Linked DNA regions of Mus musculus: all the other regions are linked to region 1. Evidence: chromatin contacts called from public HiChIP or PLAC-seq and promoter capture Hi-C data. All regions are on one chromosome and are shown on one strand. Each heading gives the region's core, a stretch centred on a gene start, on an enhancer-like site or on the middle of the called end of the contact. The rest is flanking DNA. Distances are from core to core; before and after follow the strand shown.

Region 1 (3,148 bases), core at 493-2,992:
CATGATGGAAAACGAAGTCAGCATTTTCCTCCAGTTGCTCCTTATTGGCTAAGTAGAAACTTAGCTCAGTCCATGGCTGTGCATAAACCAGGTGTGGCAGAGCCCGCCCGTAATCGCAGCCACCATCACTGGAGGCCCGAGGACACCAGTTCAAGGTCATTTTTGGAAGTTTAGGGCCAACTTGGTATATGTAAGACCCCATCTAAAACAAAAACATCTGCTTCAGCTGCTGTCTGGAGTTTCAGAAGAAGACTAAGGGAGATCTGACTTGGGAGTAGGGTAACACATTTCTAACAATTTCTGAATACAGGCCATTTGCTATTATTTTAATTTATGCAAAATGGCAGTCTGAGCATTGCCAATGATACAATCAAAATATCCATCAGTTCTAGGAAAAAACCCACTGAAACAGCTAAGATTTAGTTTCATAAAAACAAACGAACATCTCTACCTCATTAATATGCAAATTTGCCTTTGTCTTTAACAAATGGTAAACTTTTACGTGTACCAAAGAATTATTTTAAAATAAATTTCTTTTTTTCAAATTAATGTTATCTATTTGGTGTTATTCTGTTTTGTTGTTTCTGTGGCTCTGGGGACTGAACTCAGAGTTTTATGCACGTCAGCCGGGAGCTCTGTCACTATACCAATCCCCAGGCAAAATGGATCAATTCCTTTGAATTATTCTCAGTAAGTACTCGATGTATAGGACTGTATTCTATACCTATATACATGACGCTGAGTACAAATGTCTCGGCTACAGCGGCTGCAGATAGAAAAAATGACAAGAGGTTTGCTCAGAGATGGTCAGTCAACCCTGGAGGGAAAGGAGGCAGACCAGCAGGCGAAAGACAGAGATGGATGGGACGCGGGTCTTGCTCTGAAAGGAGGGAGGCGGGGTGGATTCTAGATCTTCAGGCTGGAAGAAATCACTTCAGGGCATCTAATCTCTAACTGAGAAGACAGCTGAGAACTAGGAGGGTTTTGTTATTGTTGTTAGGTTTGGTTTTTTTGTTTGCTTGTTTTTTTCCGGGACAGGATTTCTGTGTAAAGCCCTGGCTGTTCTGGAACTTACTGATACCGGCCTCTACCTCCTAGTGCTGGGATTAAAAGTGTGTGCCACCACCTCCTGGCCTATTGGACAGGAGTCTTATAATGAGTGGTCAGGCAAGGAGAACCCAGGGCCCCTGACTTCAGCCCCACCCAGCTGCTTGATCTCCAGGAGGTAATAAGGCAGTGTAGGCCCTACAGAGCCGGCTCCCCAGGGTGTCCAGGCTGATTTTGCCACCTCTTTCTTTTCTCAGGGCCTCAAAACATGTAGGGAGGGGAAAGAACTCAGACAGCGCCCCTCCCCCTCCACTGTGATTGCTTGCAGGTTGCCTGGTAACCAGGGCATAGCCAGCTATGGCAACCTAAGGCTCAGAGGGATGAGAATGGGATGAGAAGAGAAGAGGATCCTGGGCCCACACGTTCATCATTCAGTCACTGTGAGAAACATGCTGAGTGATTCTTGTTAGGCCCTGGGACCCAGAGAAGGATAAGATCTGCGTCTTTCAGGACTTTGCTGTCCAATATGGTAGATGGACATTCAAATGAAATAAAATTGAAAAAAAAAATCCAGGTCCTTGGTCATCATAGAATAGTGGTAAGTGCTCGGGAGCCGCCTGTGGCTGGTGGCTATTTTATTGGACAGTGGACACATAGAACATTTCCATTATCACAGAAAGTTCTATTGGCCGGCCAGAAGCTCACTCGCCAAGGCGAGCAGCTCACAGGAAAGCAGGCCAGAGCCCCCAGTGTTGTGGGGTATGGCAGAAAGGAAGTGGCAAGATGATGGGTCGAGGACATGCCAAGAGAACGTTGGGCTTGGCTCCTGGCTCAGAGTGAGTGTTTAGGGCACGTCTGTGGCCTGCACTCTGTGGCTGAGATGCTGTGCCCATCTGCTTACGGGCCTGGCTTTGGCAGAAGACTCTGAGTTTCTCCAGCCTGGCTCAGTCCCTGGCACAGAGTAAGTACCCAGCCAATGGCGTCTCTTCCCACCACGGTCCTTCTCATACTATCATGTGACAGAGCAGCCTGGTGCTGGGGAACCCAGGAAAAGGTTCTTAGCCCAGTGGCCACAGGCTGCTGAGGATCTGCCTCACCAGAGACAGCTGGGGTAGGTCTGTGGATTTCTTTGAGGTCTGGCCCGGGGCTGGCTAGCTTCATACCCCGAGTCTTACTTAGCAGAGGATCTGTCTGAAGCAGGATGGGTCTCAGAGAATGGATTTGAAGGGTACAGTTGTATACACAGAAATCCCAACATGAAGCACAACCGCAGGAGCATGGACACAGATGGCCCTGGGGTCAGCAAAGTCTTAGGTGGTTGCAGAGGGAAAGTGGGAGGGCATGAGACAAACAGGGACATCACCGTTGGAGTAGCTCAGTTCTCTCTTACTGGTGACACTTCTCAAGGGTCCAGTCTTGGAGACAAGGACACATGGGTTATGTGCCATCCCCTCCCTAGGTGGCTCTGCGCGTATAGGGCAGCTCAGCTGGCTGACGCCCATAGCTCTGTAGGATTCCAGAGACTCAGAGCAGCCATTCACTGCCACCCACTCTCAAGAGGCCAGAGCCTCCCTGCCCGGAGCCCAGTCCAGCGAGAGGGACAGGTCAGGGGAGAACTGGGCCCTCAGCTAGTGGACTATGATCAGGAGGCTTAGTGAAAGCTCAAGAGAGGACCCAGAGAAGAGAGGTCTCTGAGCCCGGCCACATGGCTAGCCTCTGGGTGCAGAGGAGTGGGTGGGGTCTGCAAGAGGTCAGCTTCCTTGACTGAAAACCACCGGCTTCTTTTCTGTCTTCTGATCCAGGTAGGTGTGCCTGCCTGTTTGTGTGTGTGTGTGTGTGTGTGTGTGTGTGTGGGTATGTGGGGAGGGTAGAACCAAGGTGTTCACAGGACACGGGGCTCACTGAGGAGGCAAGGATCTAGTGACACAAGAACAAGGTGACCTCAGGAGTTCTGGTCCTTGGGTCTGTGGCTAAGCGAAGGGTGAACACGGTGTGCCCAGGTGCATGTGGTGGGAACAGTGGGCAAGAGAGGTCAGGGCGGCAGGGATATGCCTAATGGAGAAGAGGCAGAGAGGCTGGACAGTTGAGAGAAATACATGGC
Region 2 (3,034 bases), core at 278-2,777, 1.5 Mb after region 1:
TTCAAACTATAAACTTGGCCTGGAAGCAAGGTAGCCTGGCTGAGCCAGACTGCAGATCCCTGTGCAACCCTCAGATATAGGCTGCTCACTTCAACTCTGGTTTTCTTATTCAGCTGTTAGGGCTCCAGAGTCACCAGACTTCCACAGAGGGTAAGGAAAGGCAGAAGAGGATAGACACTAGGAGGGACAGAGAGGAAGGGAGAGGTACACAGGATAGTCCCACAAAAGTGAGGACCCCCAACACCTGGGAGAAATGCCCACGGACTGTCTAGTATCCTCAACAGGACCCAGCTTCTGGAATGGGCGCATGGAAGAAAACTCAGCGCCAATGGAGTAGCATGGACTAGCATAAACTCCCTAGCACTGGATCTCTGTGGGACTCTCCGGAGAGCAAGACAGGCAGGAACCTCCTCGCCCTCTCCAAGGAGAACAAGGAAGAATGTGAAAAGAGAGACTCGGTGTGCAGCTTTGCCCGGAAGCCCCTTCCGGGAAACTCAGATCACGGAGGGACACCCCCACCTAGCAGTTCCTTCTGCCTGGACCAAAGGCTGTGCCTGTGCCTCCGGCCCCCTCTCTCTGATGTCTGTTCTGTTATTCGTGTTCTCATCCACCTCCTTCCCTACGTCTGTCCGTCTTTTCTCCCCCTCCTGTCTGACAGTCCATCTGTCCATCTCTTCCCAGACATCTCCATCCTTCCTCTCTCACTCGGCCCCCTCCCTCGGCGACGCCCCTCCGAGTCCTCCCGTCTCTCTGTCTGGTGTCCATCTGTCTCCTCCTCTCTGTCCTTTGATCTGCCTTTCTCCATTCCGCTGTCCACTGCCTCCTCGCTCCCCTCCCTTGCCTCCTCTCCCCTCTTCCCTCCCGCGGCTGTCTTTCTGAGGGCTTCTTCCTGGGCCCTTTTGTCTGTTCCCACTACGCCTCGGCTCCTGTCCGTCTGTCCCTCTATCTTCCCACCTTCCCTCCAGTCTCAGCGCGTCCTTTCTGACCACCTCCGGGTATCTCCTACGCGGCAGCTGCCCAGTCCTTGGCCCCGGGGGAGCGCCGCTCTCGGTTCGGGGGTCCCCGCCCGTCTCCGTACGCATGCCGGGCCCCGCAGGCGGCCGTCGCGCTTCCTTTCTTCCTCTGGCCTCCCGCTTCCCCTCCCGGGGCCTCAGTCCACCCCGCCCCCGCCGGCCCCGGGCGCCCCGGGCGATCGCAGAAGTTACTTTGCAAGGAGGCAGGATCCGGCGCTGGGCGGCCTCCGACGGCGCGGGGTGGCAGCCTGTAGGACCCCGCGCGCCCTCATCCCCCTGGGTCCTCGCGCTTACCTGGCAGCCCGCTGCCCCCCACCAGCCGCCCGCGCGCTCCCAGAGCGAGCAGTAGGTACAAGTGCCAGCGCACGGCCGCCGCGCCCATGCTCGCTGCGGGCCGCGCCGGGTGCTGGCGTGCGGGGCACGGGACGCTCGGAGCGACCGCTCCGCGAGCGCTCCTGTCTGCAGCGAGCTCCGCTACCGCTCCGGCTCCCAGCCACATAGCCGGCGCGCAGGACAAGCTGACAGCCGCGCGCTCATTGGCCCGCGGCCGTGGGGGGCGGAGCTCCGCGGGAGGCCGTCCAGTGGGCGTCGGGTGGCGTGGCCTGCGGGCGTCTGGGCCCGCCTCCTCTCCCGGGGCCGGCGGCAGGTGGGGGGTGGGAGCCGAGAGAGCTGGGGTCGCGGTACAGGGTGTCACCCGGGGCCTGGACTGGGCCGCAGGCTGCTCTTCCCCAGTCCCTCTTTGTGTGCTGATCCCCGAGGTCCAGGGTGTCTGTTTCCCTTCAGATATGCACACACTCTGTTGGGGGAGTAGAGGTGAAGAAAGGCCCAGAGGCACCCAGGGATGGTGAAGAAGATGCTAAGAGCACGCAGCCAATACATAGGAATTTATTGAGCCGCTACTGGATGCCAAGTGCCGCTGGGGACAGCCACACACTAGTCAGCAGTGAAAGCTCTGGACGATAGCTTCAGAATTTGCGTACAAAATCAAAGGAACTTTTCAGTACTGCCCCGAAGGACAATGGTTATAGGAGTGTTTGTCTTGGACAGGCGCGTGTCGCGCCTAGAACCGTTCTCCCAGTGAATGGACGCGCGACCAGGCCGGATTGAGTGACCTCTCTCTACCCAGGCTCTTGTTGCTCTGCGAAGCCCAGATCCTCGGGTGACAGGCCCAGCGAGGCGGGAGAACCGTGGCGTCGCGGTCTCCCTAGCCCAGATCCTCCCCCAGCTCGGGGTCTACACCTGACCCCTCGGCCTTGAGGCCTGGCGGGCACTCAATGGCCTCTCTCAGCTCCGGAGGGAGGCAGGACACTGAAGAAGTTCAGCAAACCCCAAGGCCCATCTCCTTGACAACCACCAATAAGAGCTCCTGTTTTCTCCTGCTCTCCAGATTCAAAGACTAGAGTTTTAGCTTTTTGTCCACTCTGCCTGTGCAGTGTTGCGCCCAGCGGTTCCCATCCACGCTGGCTCTTTCTTCCTCCCTGCCCCCAGCACACACTTTTGCAGCCACCTCCAAGGCCCCAGAAGGTTAAAGTCATGTGTCTCGGCTCCTGCTGCTAGCCAGACTTCCCGTGGGCTTAGGGCAATGGTTTGGAGACTAAGGCAAGGGATCCATTTCCACGTTATGCAGATGGAATCAAGGAGGAAAACGTGGAACTCTGGCCTCTACTGTGTCCCCATAGGCTCCTACCCTGGCCACTGCATGCATTTTCTTTCCCTGGTTGCTCCTGGCCATGTAGTTTAATTTGGGGGACCTTGTTACCACGCCTTATTTTGTCTTCTCTCAGCTGTAGGGCTTTGAGATTTTTTTCTTCGCCTGTGCAACCAATCGATTTGTGAGATGTGTTGTGTGTGTGTGGGGGGGGGGGAGTGAGGGAGTTTGGGAGAGGAACTCTGACTTCTTAGCACAATGTTTTTCATGTCTCTTCCTCAGGGGCTCTCATCCCCACTCATATTCAGGGGGGATGGAGGCTTGGGATTCCCGTGAGTCCCCGGGGACTCTTTTGCTAATATGGAAATTTTAT
Region 3 (2,794 bases), core at 154-2,653, 1.1 Mb after region 1:
CCTCTTCTGGCCTCCATGAGCACCAGGCACACAGATATACATGCAGGCAAACCACCTAACACACCTAAAATAAAAAATTTTTAAATTGTAATATAAGCCCTCTGTGGTCAGGTACTTGCTTAGCATGTTTGAGGCTGTGGCTTTGCACTGATGAGGGCTTACTCATGGGGCCTAGGGAGAGTTATCAATATAATTACTGTATTAGCAACACTCTATTGTATATGTAATGTGCAGTGAAGAGAACTTAGGTCTGTAAGCTATATCCTACTCTACTTGCCTCTAAACCTTCAGTAAGAAACCTAACACATAAATGAATGCTGACCAGGATGGTACCCAGCGGGTACACTGTCCCTTACAATGCACTGGGCAGTGGCTGTAGCTCACAGGACAGACCCTTGGGTATGATTCTTCTCTGCACTGACCATTTGCCCAATCATCCTCCACCTTTTGTGCAATCTCTTTTACCAAGGTAGTCTATGTGACCAGTAAAATGTGGAAAAAAGACAACATACAATTTTCAAGATTAGGTTATAAAAGGCACTATGGTAAACTGGGTGGTGGTGGCACACAGAGCCAGGCAGAGCGCTTTGAGTTCCAAGACCAGCCTGGTCTATACAGTGAGATCCGGGACAGTTAGGGTTACACAGACAAAATGTCTCAAATAAATAAATAAATAAATAAATAAATAAATAAATAAGGGGAAGCTCCATGGAAACAGCATGGTGGCACACACCAAAAATCCCAGCACTTGAGAGGCTGAGGCCGGAAGATTGGTAGTTTAAGGCCAGCGGGTCACTTCTAAATAATCATGATTCGAGGACCCTCGGAGAGTCCTGTGGAGAAAAGTGACAAGGGTGCGGCACTAGCTCAACAGCTAGAGGGGGACGCGACCAGGCGTGCCAGTTAAGTGAGGTGCTGTTAACTTTTCCTGGGGAGACGCCACCAAACCCCAAAAAACCCCTGGGGGACACGAACCACAGCCCAAAGCGCGATTTCACAGAAGTCTCTACAACTCGGCGAGACAGAAGTCTCTACAACTCGGCGAGACCCGTGAGGGTACTGGACGTGTACGGAGCACCAGTGACGGGTTACTCACGGGCGAGGGCGAGCAGTGCTCCAAGTCACTCAGAACCCGCGTGGGCGAATACGACCGTTGACCAACCGGGCGCCTTCTCCTCCTCCTCCCACGTCCATTGCCGGGTTCCGGGCTCGCCAGGCGGCCTCTATGTGGTTGCTAAGCACGAAGCGCAGGCGGTAGAAGATGGCCAGTATGTCCTGATTGCCAAGGTTCCCCATGGCCACCTGACGATCCAGAGGCATGGCGCCCGGACCGAGCAGGACCTCCTGAGATTAACTGTTACCGCCGCCGCCTCAGAGACCAACTGCCGTGGGCGCGCGCTCACAGCGCGTGGAAGTAAGCTCCGCCCCCAACGCCCCGCCCCCCAGCCCCGCCCACACCCAGCGCCCCAGCCACTCTTCTTCTGCCTCTCGCGCAGGCCGCTCTGGCCCTGCCCCCTCAAGCCCCGCCTCCTGCTCGTCGCCCACGTGCCGCTCGTTCTGTTCCCGCCCTTACTGCCCTCACTGCCCTCACGTGCGCAGACGCCAAGTGCTCAGGTGCGCCTGCGCCTCTACAGAAAGCGAAGGGGTGGCCAAAGCAGGACTTTACCCTCACGCTGTACTGTCACTGGTCCTGTTTTATTCTCCGCTAAAGCCAAACCCTGAATCTGTGGTAGAAAATTATTATTATTATTGTTATTATTTTTTGTAGAAAATTTTGGTTTTGGTTACTGGAGAGACCGCTCAGTAATTAAGAGCGCTGAGTGTTCTTCAAGAGGACCCAAAGTTGGATTGTCAACATTGACAACCTCAGTTGGAGGGGGACTTCACACCCTCTTCTGGCCTCCACACACAGGCAATAGGCACTATAGGCTCGTGGTACAGATATACATAAATACAGGCAAAGCACAGTAACAGGAAATAAAAATCATATATACATATACATAAACATACACACACACATATATATATATGGAGAGAGAGAGAGAGAGAGAGATGGGGGTCGTATGTAATCCAATTTAGCATCGAACTCATGTAGTTGAGGATGAAGCTGACTTTTTGATCCTTCTGCCTCCATAAACCGAGTGTTGGAAGGACAGACATGCATCACCACCGTGTTTCTGCTCGGATGGAAGGGTATCCTGGGACTTGGAAGCCCAGGAATCACAGCTACTCCTGAGCAAGGGGGAGGGGGCTTCTCTGGAATGTGGCTGATATGTCCAATGAGATATTAACTATGAATATCTGTGTATATGCTTGTGGTCATCTGAGAGTCCTGGAGCTGGTGACCCTCTGGAAGAGCCTTAGACTATCTTAAGTAATGAGCCATCTTTCCAGCACCCCACGAGCTTAGCTAGCACCTGGGCTCCACCCCAAGCTTACAGGACACCAGTAACTGGAAGGCTGAAACTCCAAGCAGGTGCCTCTTTTAGAAGGGTGTGGGGTAGCTGGAAGGCTGAAACTCCAAGCAGGTGCCTCTTTTAGAAGGGTGTGGGGTAGCTGGAGAACCTGGCCTCAGGTAGGGTGCAGCTGTAGAAGAAGAGGTTTGAGAGTCAAGTTCAGCTGGCTGCTTGCCAGCTCCCTGGCTTTCAGCATTTTCTTCTCCAGGGGTGCCCTTTGCGCCTCTGCACTGTTTTGTTAACTCTTTTCTTTTTTCTTTTCTTTTCTCTTCTCTTTTATTTTTTCTTTTCTATTCTTTTCTTCTTTCTTTCTTTCTTTCTTTCTTTCTTTCTTTCTT
Region 4 (2,916 bases), core at 144-2,643, 1.2 Mb after region 1:
GGAATTCCAGGCCAGCCCGGAGCTACATGAAACCCCCAAATAAATTCCCTCTGTGGAGGAGCAGATAAGTGCTACTCAAGCCAGTCAGTGAATGAGAGGAAGCCCAGCCCTCCATGGTGGAGAAACCAGCAACAATCACCTATAAAGACCTGGCTTCCTAGGAACATGCAGAATGCGACTCGGGGGAAGATGGGCAGCTCAGAACACTTGCTTGTTGGAGTACTCCAAAGAGCTTCAACCTCTGCTGTGATCACAGCCGCAGACAGGAGTCAAGGCAGCCTTCCTAGGAACAGCAAGATGAGAACTCACCAGAGTCTCATCACCCTTCTGTGTCCAGCCTCAGAAAGCAAGGTCCCTGCTTCCCACACTTTGACATTTTTACAAATCAGGGTCAGTGACGTCACGACGACACCAGGATTCCCAGTATCTATATTCTTTTCCAACAAGCTTTCAATGAAAGGGGCGGGGGGAAGCTATCTCTAAGAAAATAAGACCTAAATGGCTGGAGAGATGGCTCAGCTGTAAGACCCAGTCCTGCTCTTGCGGAGGACATAAGTTTGGTCCTCAGCACTCAGCACACAACCTTCTGTATATAATTCCAGCTCCAAGGAGCTCCCATACGCCCTCTTCTGGCTTCCACCAGCACTTACACTCACGTGCACCCCCACCCCCACCCCCGCGCACTGAGACACAAACATATACACATAATTAAAAATTAAATAATGAAGACTATTTAAATAAAGAAAATAGTATATAATACTGCACATCCATGACCTCCACTCCTCTCCACACCACTGTAGGTAGACAGTGCCATGACCTAAAGTGGCTGTCTACTAGTATCTCCCATTCATTGACAGCACAGCAGGGCTTCTCTTTTTGTGCCGCCATATGACATCACTGTTTTATGCTCATTAAGTGTTTCCCAAACAAAGCCTGTTTTACCAAGACCAACTTGGTTTGCAAGGCTATACTTCCTGCGTCCAGTTGAGGACGCAGTCCCTGCAACACCCCCCCCCCACCCCACCCCGCCCGGGCTCCACAGAGGACCACAACTCCCAGATCCCCCTCCTAACAAAGAGGGCAACATCTCGGGTCGGTGCAGTCTTGCAGAGGAGCAAGTAGAGCAGCCTTGAGCTCCCCGTACAGGTGCGGCGCCCCCCAACCTCCCCCAACAGATGCCACCTCAAACAATACAGGCTGTGGATGCACTGAAAGCCTACCTAGAATAGCCGGTAAGAAAGATAATGATGCAATTACAGCAGTTGAAGGCACAAGGCAAGTCCCAGGATATCAACAGAGAAAACGACGTTGAGCAGCGGAGACACGGACTGGGTAGCAGAAGCTAAACCGCCCGGATCCTTCACGGGCAAGCCCGCCTGCGCGTGCGCAATCTCCACGCGCGGCCACGCCCACGGCGCACAAGACCCCGCCCGCCCGTCCTCTCTACTGCAACCAGTCCGCCTTGCTCACTCCACTTCCGGAGAGGTGTCCTAGCAACCGAGAACGCGAAAACCGCTGGCGCTACTGCTTCCTGATTATTTTTTCTGTCCATGGTTGTGACACCTTCTTTCCTGCCTCGGTATTTTTCTGCGAGTTATCTATCCACCGCTTAGAGGCTAGAAAGCGCAAGGTATCCTATCCGCGCACCCTTCAGGGCCAGAAATGAGAGTTGTAAGGGCCAGGGCCAGCGGATAAAGGTGCTTGCAGCCAAGCCTTATCAGCTCAGTTCGACTCCCGGGACCTACATATGTGATGGATGGAGAGAACAGATACCTACAAGTAGTCTTTTGATCTCCACTCGTGTGCCATGTTGAACGCACCCCCTCCCCACGCCCACACACAATAAATGTTATTAAGAAATTAGTGAAGCCGGGTAGTGGTGGCGCATGCCTTTAATCCCAGCACTTGGGAGGCAGAAGCAGGCGGATTTCTGAGTTCGAAGCCAGCCTGGTCTACAGAGTGAGTTCCGGGACAGCCAGGGCTACACAGAGAAACCCTGTCTCGAAAAACAAAAACAAAAAACAAACCAAAAAAAAAAAAACCAACAAACCAAAAAAAAAAAGAATCTGGAAATTGGCTCAGAGGTTTAAAAAAACGTGCTGTGTTATTGCATAGGACCCACGTTCAGTTCCCAGCACCCATGCCAGGCTCCCCACAACCACCTGCATGTAACTCCAACTCGGGATCAGAAACCGGAAGCCAATGGCCTCCATGGGCCCCTGCACACATGTAAAAAACATTCGTGCACACACGCATGATAAAAACATAAAAATAGGACTGGAGAGATGGCTTGGCAGTTAAGAGCACTGACTTCTCTTCCAAAGAAGGGCAATACCCAGCACCCACATAGTGGCTCACAACCTTCTGTTAACTGCGCATATGGTGCATTGAAATATGTGTAGGCTAAACATACACACACACACACACACACACACACGAATAAAATTTAAAAATGAAAATTAAGTCCAAAAAAAAAAAAAAAAAAGACAGGATACAAGATGACAGACTGAGCTAGGCATCTGGAGGCCAAGCAGGTGCGGGGCAGGGTTAGCCATTGTCTCCTACTGACACTCCACTTTGCCATCCAGAAATCAGAGATGACGATTAACTCGTGTTTCTGAAGTTGTAATGTAATGTGAACATTTCATTCGGCATGTAGTGACAACAAGGGGCCCTCCCAAAGGATTTGAAGCATTTGTCCAGACGGTATGTTTTGTTTTGTTTGTTTGTTTTTTGTTTTGTTTTGTTTGTTTGTTTGAGACAGGGTTTCTCTGTGTAGCCCTGGCTGTCCTGGAACTTACTCTGTAGACCAGGCTGGCCTCGAACTCAGAAATCCGCCTGCCTCTGCCTCCCAAGTGCTGGGATTAAAGGCGTGAGCCACCACGACCGACTCAGACAGTATGTTTTATGTGTGCT
Region 5 (3,002 bases), core at 459-2,958, 1.5 Mb after region 1:
ACTTGGTTCCAAACAGGCTGAGTGCCAGGCATACAGTGGGTGCTCAATAGATGCACAGTAAGAGATGGTATTCTGGGAACTGAGCTCTGGGAGAAATCCAGCCTTTGGGGGGACAACAGTCACAAGAATGTCTTCTGTCTCTGCTCTTGTCCCCTAAAGGCCATGCCCAGCTGTGCCATTGTTCTTGGCAGGCAGCAGGGAGAGCCTGCTGATGTCCTGAGCTGCAGCCTTGTCTCTCAGGTAGGCAGGGATGTTCTCTGAAGCACAAAGTGGTGTTGTAGTCTTAGGAGGGAAGGGTCTACAGGGTGAGTTATGGGGTCCCACTGGGAGAGAGCTCTGCACCATCAGTTTCTCCTCCTTAGCCTCTTCCTAACCAGACCTACTCCCTGTCTGGGATGCTGGAATGAGTTCTCTCAAAGCACAAGCTTGGTCATAGCAAGGCCTGGCCATAACCTTCAACGGCTCCCTAACACCCTAGCAAACTCCATGGGCTTAGCCAAGCGCCCAAGAACCTTACCTCCATTTCTTTTTCTTCTAGCTCCACAGAGCCTCAGCATCCCACCCTGCCCAGGACCCTGGCCTGTACCAGCCTCTATCTAGAAGGGTTTTTTTCCCCAGCCTGGGCATGATCTTACCCCATGTAGCATCTCCACTTTCAGGAAGCCACCCCAGGTGGCTGTCCCCTCTTCCCACACGTGCCATATCTCCCTCTGCCTCTCTCACAAGACTGGGTTCTCCTTCAGAGCAACCCAAGCCCCAAGTGCCAACTGAGGTGCCCTTGCGGGTCTGACCCTAATCATCTGAGAGAGATGGTAGGCTCTGTGATAAGCAAGTAGAACCCACAAATACTGGTTAAGGGATGTTGGGTGGACTTCCCTCCTAAGTTCCATTGTGGGGAGAGGCCCAGGACAGAGCTAGGCCCTGTGGACTCCTTTTTATCCTGGTCAGGGGTCGGGGGTCTTTGGCCTCTCAAACTTTGCACTGGAGAGACCTCTATGTCTCATTCTCTCTGCCTCCCGGGACAGGGCCTCCTGGAAACCTAGCACTAGGTCCTCTGCCTTCCAGACTGGCTTACCTGCCCGTACTGGGTTTCTAGGTGAGGCCACTGTGGGCCACCCAGGAGACCAGGCTGGGAGACCGGGAGTCAGAAGGGGCTCAACAAGAGGACCCTGGCCTGATCCAGTTGAGGGAGGGGGAGGTGTCCGCATCTCTCTATGGACAGAGACCCCGGTGGCCCCAGGTTGGGGTCCTAACCGCGGAGCGGGTGCCCGGGCACCGAGAAGGAGCCACGCATGCCCCTGCACGCGGTGCCTAGCGCGGCGCGCGGCTCCGGAGGTGAGGGCGCCCCGCCCCGCTCCCCTCTCCAGGCGCTCGGCGGCCGGGGCTAGGGGCTGCGTGGAGAGGGCGCGGGGCGGCCCCTGAGCGGCGGGATGCGGGCTCCCGGCCCGGGAGGGCGCCGAGGCCCCAGGCGCGGCCGGGGCGGCCGGGACCCGGGCGGGAGGGCGCGCGGGGCCGGGGCCCGAGGCCGCGATCGCGCTCCTGCGGGGCCCGGGCGCGCGGGCGGAGCGGCGCGGCGGCGCGCGGGGCCGGGGCGGCGCGGAGCCGGGCGGGGGAGGGGGAGGGGGCGCGGGGAGCCCCCCGCCCCGCGAAGGAGGAGTCTGGCTCCCACTCGCAGCCTCGGCCGCGCGGCGCAGAGGCCCCCGCCCCTGCGCGCCGCCCTCGCGGGAGCCGGGCCCCCGCCGCCCTCCGCGCGCGCTGCTGCTCGCGGCCGCCGAAGAGGAGCCCGGGGCCAGGTAGGACCCGGCCGGGCCGGGAGTGCGAGCGGGGCTGGGCGCGGGCGGCGGGCCGGAGGGGGCGCGGCTGGGACCCTGTCCCCGCACCCGGGGGGCCCCGCGGCGCCCGTAAAGTTACTTTGGCCGCCTCTGCCTTGCCCCGGGCGCGCGGCCCCGGGTCGGCTACCGCCGCTGCGCAGCCAGCGGGGCCGGGGCTGGCGGGAGGGGGCTCGGCCGGGGCCGCGCGGTCAGCGAAACTTTTCCCAGGCTGGTCGACTGCCGCTGACTGCTGTTGGAGTAGCCGGTGGGAGGAGAGGGCTGGTGGGGTGCAAGTGATGATGGGGGTGGTAACAATAGCCACCTCCTGTTGTGGAGAGCCTACTGTGTGCTGCCAGCCTCTGCTGACACTTGGAGGTGAGGGGTGAGAAGGGGACGGATGCTGGTCAAGTGGCTACTTTTGCTGGGTATTGCCGGGAACTTCACTAACACCCATGTGTCGTCCATTCATCCACCCATCTATCAATCCATCATCCTTCCTTCACTCATTCAACACACTTACTGCTCTCTGCTGTGCCCCCTCAGAGGCTTCAGTGACTAATCAGACAGCACCCAGTCCTTCAGGACAGTATTTCATGGAGTGCCCAAGCCGAAAGGTGCCTCTGTGTGTTTATTTTGGGACATGCTACGGGAGAGAGAATTCAAACACAGCCTTCCTGGGTTTAGGCAGGGGCAGAGGAGTGATGTTATGTGAAAGAGACTAGGAGGCCAGTCTTAGGGGTTGGAGACTCCATCCTCTCTTGACCCTCTGGGCCCAGGCTCAGTGGTTCATTGAGGTCAGGACACAGAGCACATTGGACCTGGATGTCCAGCTAGTCTGGCAGGATTGTCTCCTCCTCACTACTGGACTGTCCCCTCTCCTTCAGCATCCTTTCAGAATTGCAGCCCTCCCCCCCCCCACTTCTTCCCCTGAATGGCTGGGAGGAGAACGAACTGTTAACAATTATAAAATTAAACCCGGCGAACAAAAGTGAGGCACCATTGAATGGTTGGGCTCCTTGCCGGTTTATGAATGGTTGTGGCAGACTTGCTAGCAGGGATCAGCTACATTAGGGGGGTGTTGGGGGTGGGGATCAGTCACTAACCATATTAACACCCCAACTAGCCTTGGCCAAAGGAAAATTAAAACAACTTCAGTAGTATTTGGCACATGACTAAAAATGCCTTGGGGGG
Region 6 (2,932 bases), core at 367-2,866, 1.1 Mb after region 1:
TTTCTTTTACATTTTTTCAATTTGGCAGAGTACAGGTTTTTAAGTCTGTCCTTGATTCTTCTGGATTTCTTTGGTCTCTGCTGTTAACCCCCCTATTTAATTCTAATGTTGTTAATTTAGATCTCTGTTCAGCTTTTAATTAACTTTAAAAAAATTTTGTCGGGCTGGTGAGATGGCTCAGTGGGTTAGAGCACCCGACTGCTCTTCCGAAGGTCCAGAGTTCAAATCCCAGCAACCACATGGTGGCTCACAACCATCCGTAACAAGATCTGACTCCCTCTTCTGGAGTGTCTGAAGACAGCTACAGTGTACTTACATATAATAAATAAATAAATCTTTAAAAAAAAAAAAATTTTGTCGATCTTACTAATTGTCAAATCTTGACACATGTTTTCTTTAAATATGTTTTCTTATTGTTTCTATTTTGCTGATCTCAGTCCTAGGCTTATTTATTTTGATCTGCTCATTTGCAGTGTGATACTTTTTTTTCTAAAGCTCTGAGGTGTGCTTTGAAGTTACTAGTATGAGACACCCCCCCCCTTTTTTTAATTTGCCACTTAGTACTTAGAACAATGTTCTTTATGTCCCATGACTTTAGGTATGTTGTGTATTCATTTCTTTCGTAATTTCTGTCTTGACCAATTTTACATTCAGTAGAACTTTGTTCAGTTTCTATGAACTTGTAAGCTTTCTGTTATTGGTGATATCTAATATTGGTCCACGGTGGCTAGATAAGATGCAGGACATTATTTAATTTTCTTATGTTTACTGAAACTTGCTTTATACCTGAGTATGTAGTCAGTTTGGGAGAAAGTTTAGTCAGGTACTGAGAGAAAGGTATATTCTTTTGTGTTTAAGTAAAATATTCTGTAAATATATGTTAGGTATATCAGTTAGCTCTAGTATTTTGGGTTTGTGTCTGGATGACCTATTTATTGTCAAGAGTGGGGTATTTAAGCATTCTGCTATTAGTGTATGAGGGTCAATATCTGATTTAACTTATAGTAGTATTTCCTTTATGAAAAGAAAGAACACTTATGTTCTTATCTTATTATCTTATCATCTACAAATAAAGATAATTTGACATCTTTTCCAATGTAAAAAAAAAAAAAAAAAAAGCTGGAGTGCAGAAAAGAACCTTATAGAAAAGCCCCTAATTCATGGACCAGAAAGCAAAGTAAATGTGGTCAGAATGCCAGGATTAGCACACAGGCTCTTTAAGACCTTGATTAAGTCCAAAGATAAATGGCTAACAAGAATAACTAAAACAGGCATTGTGGCTCATACCAGCAATCCAACACTCAAGAGGCGGGGGAAGATTTCTACAAGTGCTTACAAGCTCAAGTCTAGCCTCAGCTACTAAGTGATGAGTTCCAGGTCAGCCTGGACTACAATGTGAGGTTGTTTCTAAACAAAGTACAAGAGAAAAAAAATGGCTCATGTTTTAGGTTCTCAAGAACCAAGGGCCTGCTAGGCACACAGCACCAACATCTCCCAAGCCAACCTGCCTGCCTGTGCCCTCAACCAGGAAAGCTGGAGCAAGGGCTCAAGTCGGAGGAGGGACTGGAGGTCTACCATCCCTGAGCCGCTGCAGCATCTGTCCCAGACCAGCTCCTTCCCAACATTTGTAAGTGCTGCAACAACAGACTCTTCCCACTGAGAGAAAATTGCTGTTGCAGCTGGAGAAACAGTGCTGCCGACCCTGACCAGGGGACTCAGCCCACACAGAGCAGTCAGAAGCATATGCAAGCATGAGCACAAAGCCCTACGGAAATATTATGGAGCCTTAGTAACAGAACCACGAGGAGACTCTGCTTGCACAGAACTGTTCAAAAATAAACTGGCACCAAAATACCAGCAAAGAGCTGCAGTGACTCACTGTCCTCGCTGCTGAGAGGACAACGCTCCTTAACAGACTCGTCTCCCAGGCTTTTTCCCTAGCCGGGAAACAAGACAGGGTAAAGAGAAGCCCTGAGCTCTAATTTTACTAGATGAGTAAGATCTTACATGTTTAGAGTTAGGAGTACAGAGACGAACATTCATGCAAAGTACTTCAACAAAGAAGAAATTCTAAAGCAGAACCAGGGCTGAGTGTGTGACACTGATACCCACGGCAGCGCATCTGACAGACAGCCCAGACTCAGCCACAAGGTGAGACCTTGAAGGCTCTCACTCATGTGCTCGCTGCCAGAATGACCGCTTCTTGGCCATGCACGCATCCTTCATCTTCACACTAACTGCTCTCAATGACAGAAAACCCTTAGTGGCCTCAGCCTATGTGAACAACCAACCACCAAGGTGACACACTGCTGTCCCAGACTGCTCTTTATGGTCAACTCTGATTCACCCTGCAAGGCCTGGTGTGAGGGTCAATCCCTTCTCTACCATCCTAGTGAAGGTGGGAGCCATGCCAGCATGAAGAGCCATCCCAAGGCAAGACACCCCCTCAATCCGCAGAACCAAGCAACAAGAAGGTCCAGCACCCCTTAGAGACCAGTCACATAGGCGTGTCTGGCTCATCTCAGGCAATCCTGCACTTCTTCAACCTTCCCAACACCTTCAAAACAAAGCCACACCCACGCAGCAGCCTCCTCACTCAGTTCACCTACCTCAATCCATACACATGCAGAAAATAAATTACTTCATTTTGCTAAATGCTTGTCTCACATCAACACTAAGAACTGATGGCATTTAAACTGAACAGAATAGTGATTTTGAAACCAGGCAAATAATTGAGATAGCTCTGGGAAGATTAGTTTCTAAACTGTTTCCTGTCAGAAAGGAGCAGACATGATTAGAGAATATCGAGGTTGACAGTGAAAATGAAGATGGTTCTGAAGCCCAAAAGGAAAGCTTGAAGCACAAAGTACTTGCTAAAGCCTCACACCTTTGGAACCACTGCCAATGACAGACATGACCTTCCTTTTCCTGA
Region 7 (3,174 bases), core at 448-2,947, 1.2 Mb after region 1:
GAGGCAGGGGCAGGCAGATCTCTGAAAAGTCCAAGCCAACCTGGCCTACTCAGTGAGACCCTGCGTCCAAAACAAACCCCTTAAAACTAAGGGCAACCCCCTATCTTCCCCCTAGAAATGCCTGGCCATTAGAAACCTGTACTGGCACTGAGGACTACGGAAAAGCCAATGGCACCTCTCTCTACCAGACAACATGGAAACTTAGATGTGTTTCTTACATACACACACTTTTACACTAATTATTATGGTTGGAAATAACAAACCCTAGCTCCCCAAACAGCATGAACTAAAATACCATTTCTAGTCCAATGAGTCTTTAAAAATCCTGCACAGAGAGAGCAGATCTAATCAGTCAGCTACTCCTCTGTGCTCAGCTACTTTCCCAAGTAATAAATATCCATCAGCCCAATGATCAGTTTCTTTAAAGCCTCTAAACTGCACACATCACACAAGTTTTTCATGTAGTGGCCTCACGGCTAAAGTAGCATAGCTTCACCAAGGAGACTGCCAAACTCTACAGTTCAGTGTAAATGCACAGACTAGAGTGTTCCAGGAAAGTCAGGAGAACCCCCAACTACGCTAACTCTCAAATCCGGACTTCTGTGGAAAAGTGAATCTGAGCGCCCAGGGACGGAAGAGGGAGGCTAACACAGAACCCAGTTCACCTGGCTGATCCCTTCACCAGGGGCTCCAAGCTGACAATCCCAGAGGTGCAAGACCAGAACTTAAGCAAAGTGGAAAACCTGCAGGGGGTAGGAAGGTGTGAGCTCACGTCCACAACTCGGGATTAAATAGATTTACATCAGGACAGTGCAGAAGTGTTTTTGCTAAACCGCTAATGAGTAGCCCTGGAGACTGTCAGCAACCTACTCCCCCTTCATCACTAAACCTAAGGACAGCTGCGGTCAAGGGAAGCCGACAAGGGCCAGGGATGGTGCACACAGCCCGGACCAAAACTATCTTCCCTCAAGGGGCCAACAAGAACGCAGCACCCCTGGGGCGTGTCTACTTCCAGGTCTAACCTCTAAGGCCTTGAGATCCCTAGCCAGCTCCTCTGGATCCACTCCTGGAAAAAAAGAAAAGTGGACCTTCTCAGAGGGGGTCCGCAAGCCTGGGGTCTTTGGGAAGAGAAGAGAACGCGGCTCTAGAGCCCCCACGGGAGGTAGGAGGGAATTGACGATTCGGATCCACTGAGTCTCGAAAACTATGAAAGTCAAAAAGGACAGCATGCAGCCTTTCCTGTCTCGCCTCACACCCCTAGTTCGTGTTCACCGGTCAGGCTTGGCTCTCACCACGGCGGTCACAGAGTGTGGGGAGGACGGAAATGGAAGGCAAGAGTCTGCAAAGCGCCCCATGAGTGCGTCCGCGTGGGACTCGTCCGCTCCGGCCGCCCTTCGGGCCTCCCGGGCTCCGCCCGCCGGCGCGTGGCCCCCCGCGCGCGGACTAGAAGTTTCGAGCGGCGCGGCCCCGCGCGCTCGGCCCCAGCGCGGCCTGACAGGGGTAGGCGCGGCCACCGACCCGTGTCCCAACCGTCGCGGCGCACCCCTCACCTCGGCCGCCGTTCGCCTCGGGTCCCACTGAGCACGCCGCCCCGGCCGGGCTGCGACTCCGACCCCTTCCCGTTCCGCTCCAACCGAGCTCCCCGGCCCTGCCCAGACCCGCCGCAGCCGCTTCTGCCGCCAGCCGCGACCGCGCCGCCCCCGCCGCGCCCGCTGTGCTCGCCCTATTGGTTGCCTGCATCCAGACCCCGCCCTTCGGCCCAGCGGCGCTCCAGATTGGATAGTCTAAAGCGGAGGCGGCACGCCCCCCCAGAAGCTAAAGGAACTACCTTGGGCTAGCATTAGCGGCCTTTCCTGTCAGTCAAACGAGGAGCTACTACTTAAGCCGCTGAGAGGCCAACACGGGTCACTCCCTGGGAGACGCCCAAAGGACCGGGACTAAAGGACTTTTTTTTAAAGTGGGCCAGAGTTTTGTGGTTTCCCTAGCACCCAGAACAACTGCGGTCCCTGATCTATAATTCAGATAAGGTGGACTTTGAGAAAGTTTCCTCGGATCTGGAGAAATTGCTACTTTTCTAGAGGACCCGGATTCCATTCCAAGTACCTAGTACGTAGAGGCTTACCCTGATCTGAAATTCCAGTTGGAGGGTTATCTGTCTGACGCCCTCTTCTGGCCTTTGTTGGTACCAGGCACGCACGAGGTACAGACATGCTAACACTCATACACACAATTTTTTTTTTTTTTTAAAGAAAGTTTCCTCCAAGCCAGGGATGGTGGCGCACGCGTTTAATCCCAGCACTCAGGAGGCAGAGGCAGGTGGATCTCTGCGTTCATGGCCACTGTGGTCTACATAGTGTGTTACAGGCTAACCAAAAACACAAAAAAGAAGAGGAAGTGGGGTGGAGAGACTTCCCTCCAGAGGATGCCGATATGGCCATCAGAGCACCAGACAATATACAGACTTTCTGCTTCTCACATAGCGCTGCCAGATAGGAGGTTGGCCCTATGAGCAAAGAGAAATAATGAGCCAAAACGGCTAATACCTCGCTGAGCACTACCTCACACAGTCCCGGCCAGGAGGACAGTAAGCGATGCGTGGGTGAGGGTCTGAGAAACTGACAGCAGGTAACTTTCTGGGAACTGTATGGAGTAAAGAGTAAATGGTGGCAGACAGTGGCTAGTGTCTGTAATCCCAGTACTCAAGAGGCGGATACAGGAGAATGGCTGAGAGCTCCAGGCAGCCTACGCAACCGAGTAATTGGAAGAAAGAAAGAAAAAAAGGTAAGGTCAGCCTGGAATATATAGTAAGACCCTGCCTCAACCTCCCTGCAAACAAAACAAAACAGAAAAGGCAGATGTAGTAGGTAGCACTTGGAAGGTAGAACAGGAGGGTCAGGAGTTCAAGGTCATCCCCAGCTACACAGGAAGTCCAGTTTTCAGGCTGGACATAGTGGTACCTGCCTGTAATCTCAGCATTTAGGAGGTAGAGGCAGAAAGATCAGGAATTCACAGTCATCCTCAACTGCATAGAGAGTTCAGGTCAGCCTAAGCTATATGAGACCTTGCCCCTCCCCCACCCAGAAAATATAAAATAACCTCCCCCACTCATATCCTTACAGTGACCAACATTTTCAATATGTATTTATTTATGTATTTATTTAATTACCCAGAGGC

What was found. Promoter capture Hi-C pulls out the DNA fragments that hold promoters and counts their contacts. HiChIP or PLAC-seq counts read pairs in DNA pulled down with a chosen protein or histone mark.
Region 2: an H3K4me3 HiChIP or PLAC-seq map of embryonic forebrain shows a contact between it and region 1, with 5 times the contacts expected there. The contact joins the promoter of Scube1 here to the promoter of Septin3 in region 1. A contact is called at or near these places in 3 of 39 promoter capture datasets (hippocampal neurons, liver and pre-B cells) and 1 of 115 datasets of contacts at active chromatin or transcription factors (embryonic forebrain).
Region 3: a promoter capture Hi-C map of the SN4741 cell line shows a contact between it and region 1, with 4 times the contacts expected there. The contact joins the promoter of 1700001L05Rik here to the promoter of Septin3 in region 1. A contact is called at or near these places in 6 of 39 promoter capture datasets (the 3T3-L1 cell line, HPC-7-derived erythroid cells, the SN4741 cell line and 3 more) and 3 of 115 datasets of contacts at active chromatin or transcription factors (embryonic forebrain, embryonic hindbrain and embryonic midbrain).
Region 4: a promoter capture Hi-C map of pre-B cells shows a contact between it and region 1, with 3 times the contacts expected there. The contact joins the promoter of Ttll1 here to the promoter of Septin3 in region 1. A contact is called at or near these places in 15 of 39 promoter capture datasets (the 3T3-L1 cell line, the HPC-7 cell line, HPC-7-derived erythroid cells and 11 more), 8 of 484 Hi-C or Micro-C datasets (B cells, the HPC-7 cell line, cerebellum and 4 more) and 6 of 115 datasets of contacts at active chromatin or transcription factors (embryonic forebrain, embryonic hindbrain, embryonic midbrain and 3 more).
Region 5: a contact with region 1 is called in a promoter capture Hi-C map of hippocampal neurons, with 2.2 times the contacts expected there. The contact joins the promoter of Mpped1 here to the promoter of Septin3 in region 1. A contact is called at or near these places in 5 of 39 promoter capture datasets (the 3T3-L1 cell line, embryonic stem cells, hippocampal neurons and 1 more) and 2 of 115 datasets of contacts at active chromatin or transcription factors (embryonic forebrain and forebrain).
Region 6: a contact with region 1 is called in a promoter capture Hi-C map of hippocampal neurons, with 4 times the contacts expected there. The contact joins the enhancer-like site here to the promoter of Septin3 in region 1. A contact is called at or near these places in 5 of 39 promoter capture datasets (the HPC-7 cell line, cranial neural crest, frontonasal cranial neural crest and 2 more).
Region 7: a promoter capture Hi-C map of embryonic stem cells shows a contact between it and region 1, with 2.7 times the contacts expected there. The contact joins the promoter of Pacsin2 here to the promoter of Septin3 in region 1. A contact is called at or near these places in 5 of 39 promoter capture datasets (cranial neural crest, embryonic stem cells, frontonasal cranial neural crest and 2 more) and 2 of 115 datasets of contacts at active chromatin or transcription factors (astrocytes and embryonic forebrain).

What each region holds. Positions count from the first base shown.
Region 1 is chr15:82,267,060-82,270,207 of GRCm38.p6, forward strand. Septin3 (septin 3) reads left to right here and starts at 1,743. Exons shown (of 12, transcript NM_001368785.1): 1 at 1,743-2,008. All of the region lies in intron 2 of Gm52180 (a long non-coding RNA gene), which reads right to left.
Region 2 is chr15:83,723,512-83,726,545 of GRCm38.p6, forward strand. It overlaps Scube1 (signal peptide, CUB domain, EGF-like 1), which reads right to left and starts at 1,528. Exons shown (of 22, transcript NM_022723.3): 1 at 1,308-1,528. The coding sequence starts at 1,395.
Region 3 is chr15:83,365,894-83,368,687 of GRCm38.p6, forward strand. It overlaps 1700001L05Rik (RIKEN cDNA 1700001L05 gene), which reads right to left and starts at 1,404. Exons shown (of 4, transcript NR_027980.1): 1 at 1,097-1,404.
Region 4 is chr15:83,509,514-83,512,429 of GRCm38.p6, forward strand. It overlaps Ttll1 (tubulin tyrosine ligase-like 1), which reads right to left and starts at 1,394. Exons shown (of 12, transcript NM_178869.4): 1 at 1,221-1,394.
Region 5 is chr15:83,778,315-83,781,316 of GRCm38.p6, forward strand. It overlaps Mpped1 (metallophosphoesterase domain containing 1), which reads left to right and starts at 1,709. Exons shown (of 7, transcript NM_172610.3): 1 at 1,709-1,793.
Region 6 is chr15:83,415,820-83,418,751 of GRCm38.p6, forward strand. All of the region lies in intron 1 of Pacsin2 (protein kinase C and casein kinase substrate in neurons 2), which reads right to left. Among named protein-coding and RNA genes, the nearest start is that of Gm41368, 32 kb to the left of the region's middle. Within about 2 kb of position 1,617, at least 101 of the 459 cell types and tissues checked have an H3K27ac peak or open chromatin away from gene starts, as enhancers often do. A contact at or near this core is called in hippocampal neurons, where this site is marked.
Region 7 is chr15:83,462,909-83,466,082 of GRCm38.p6, forward strand. It overlaps Pacsin2 (protein kinase C and casein kinase substrate in neurons 2), which reads right to left and starts at 1,698. Exons shown (of 11, transcript NM_001159509.1): 1 at 1,551-1,698.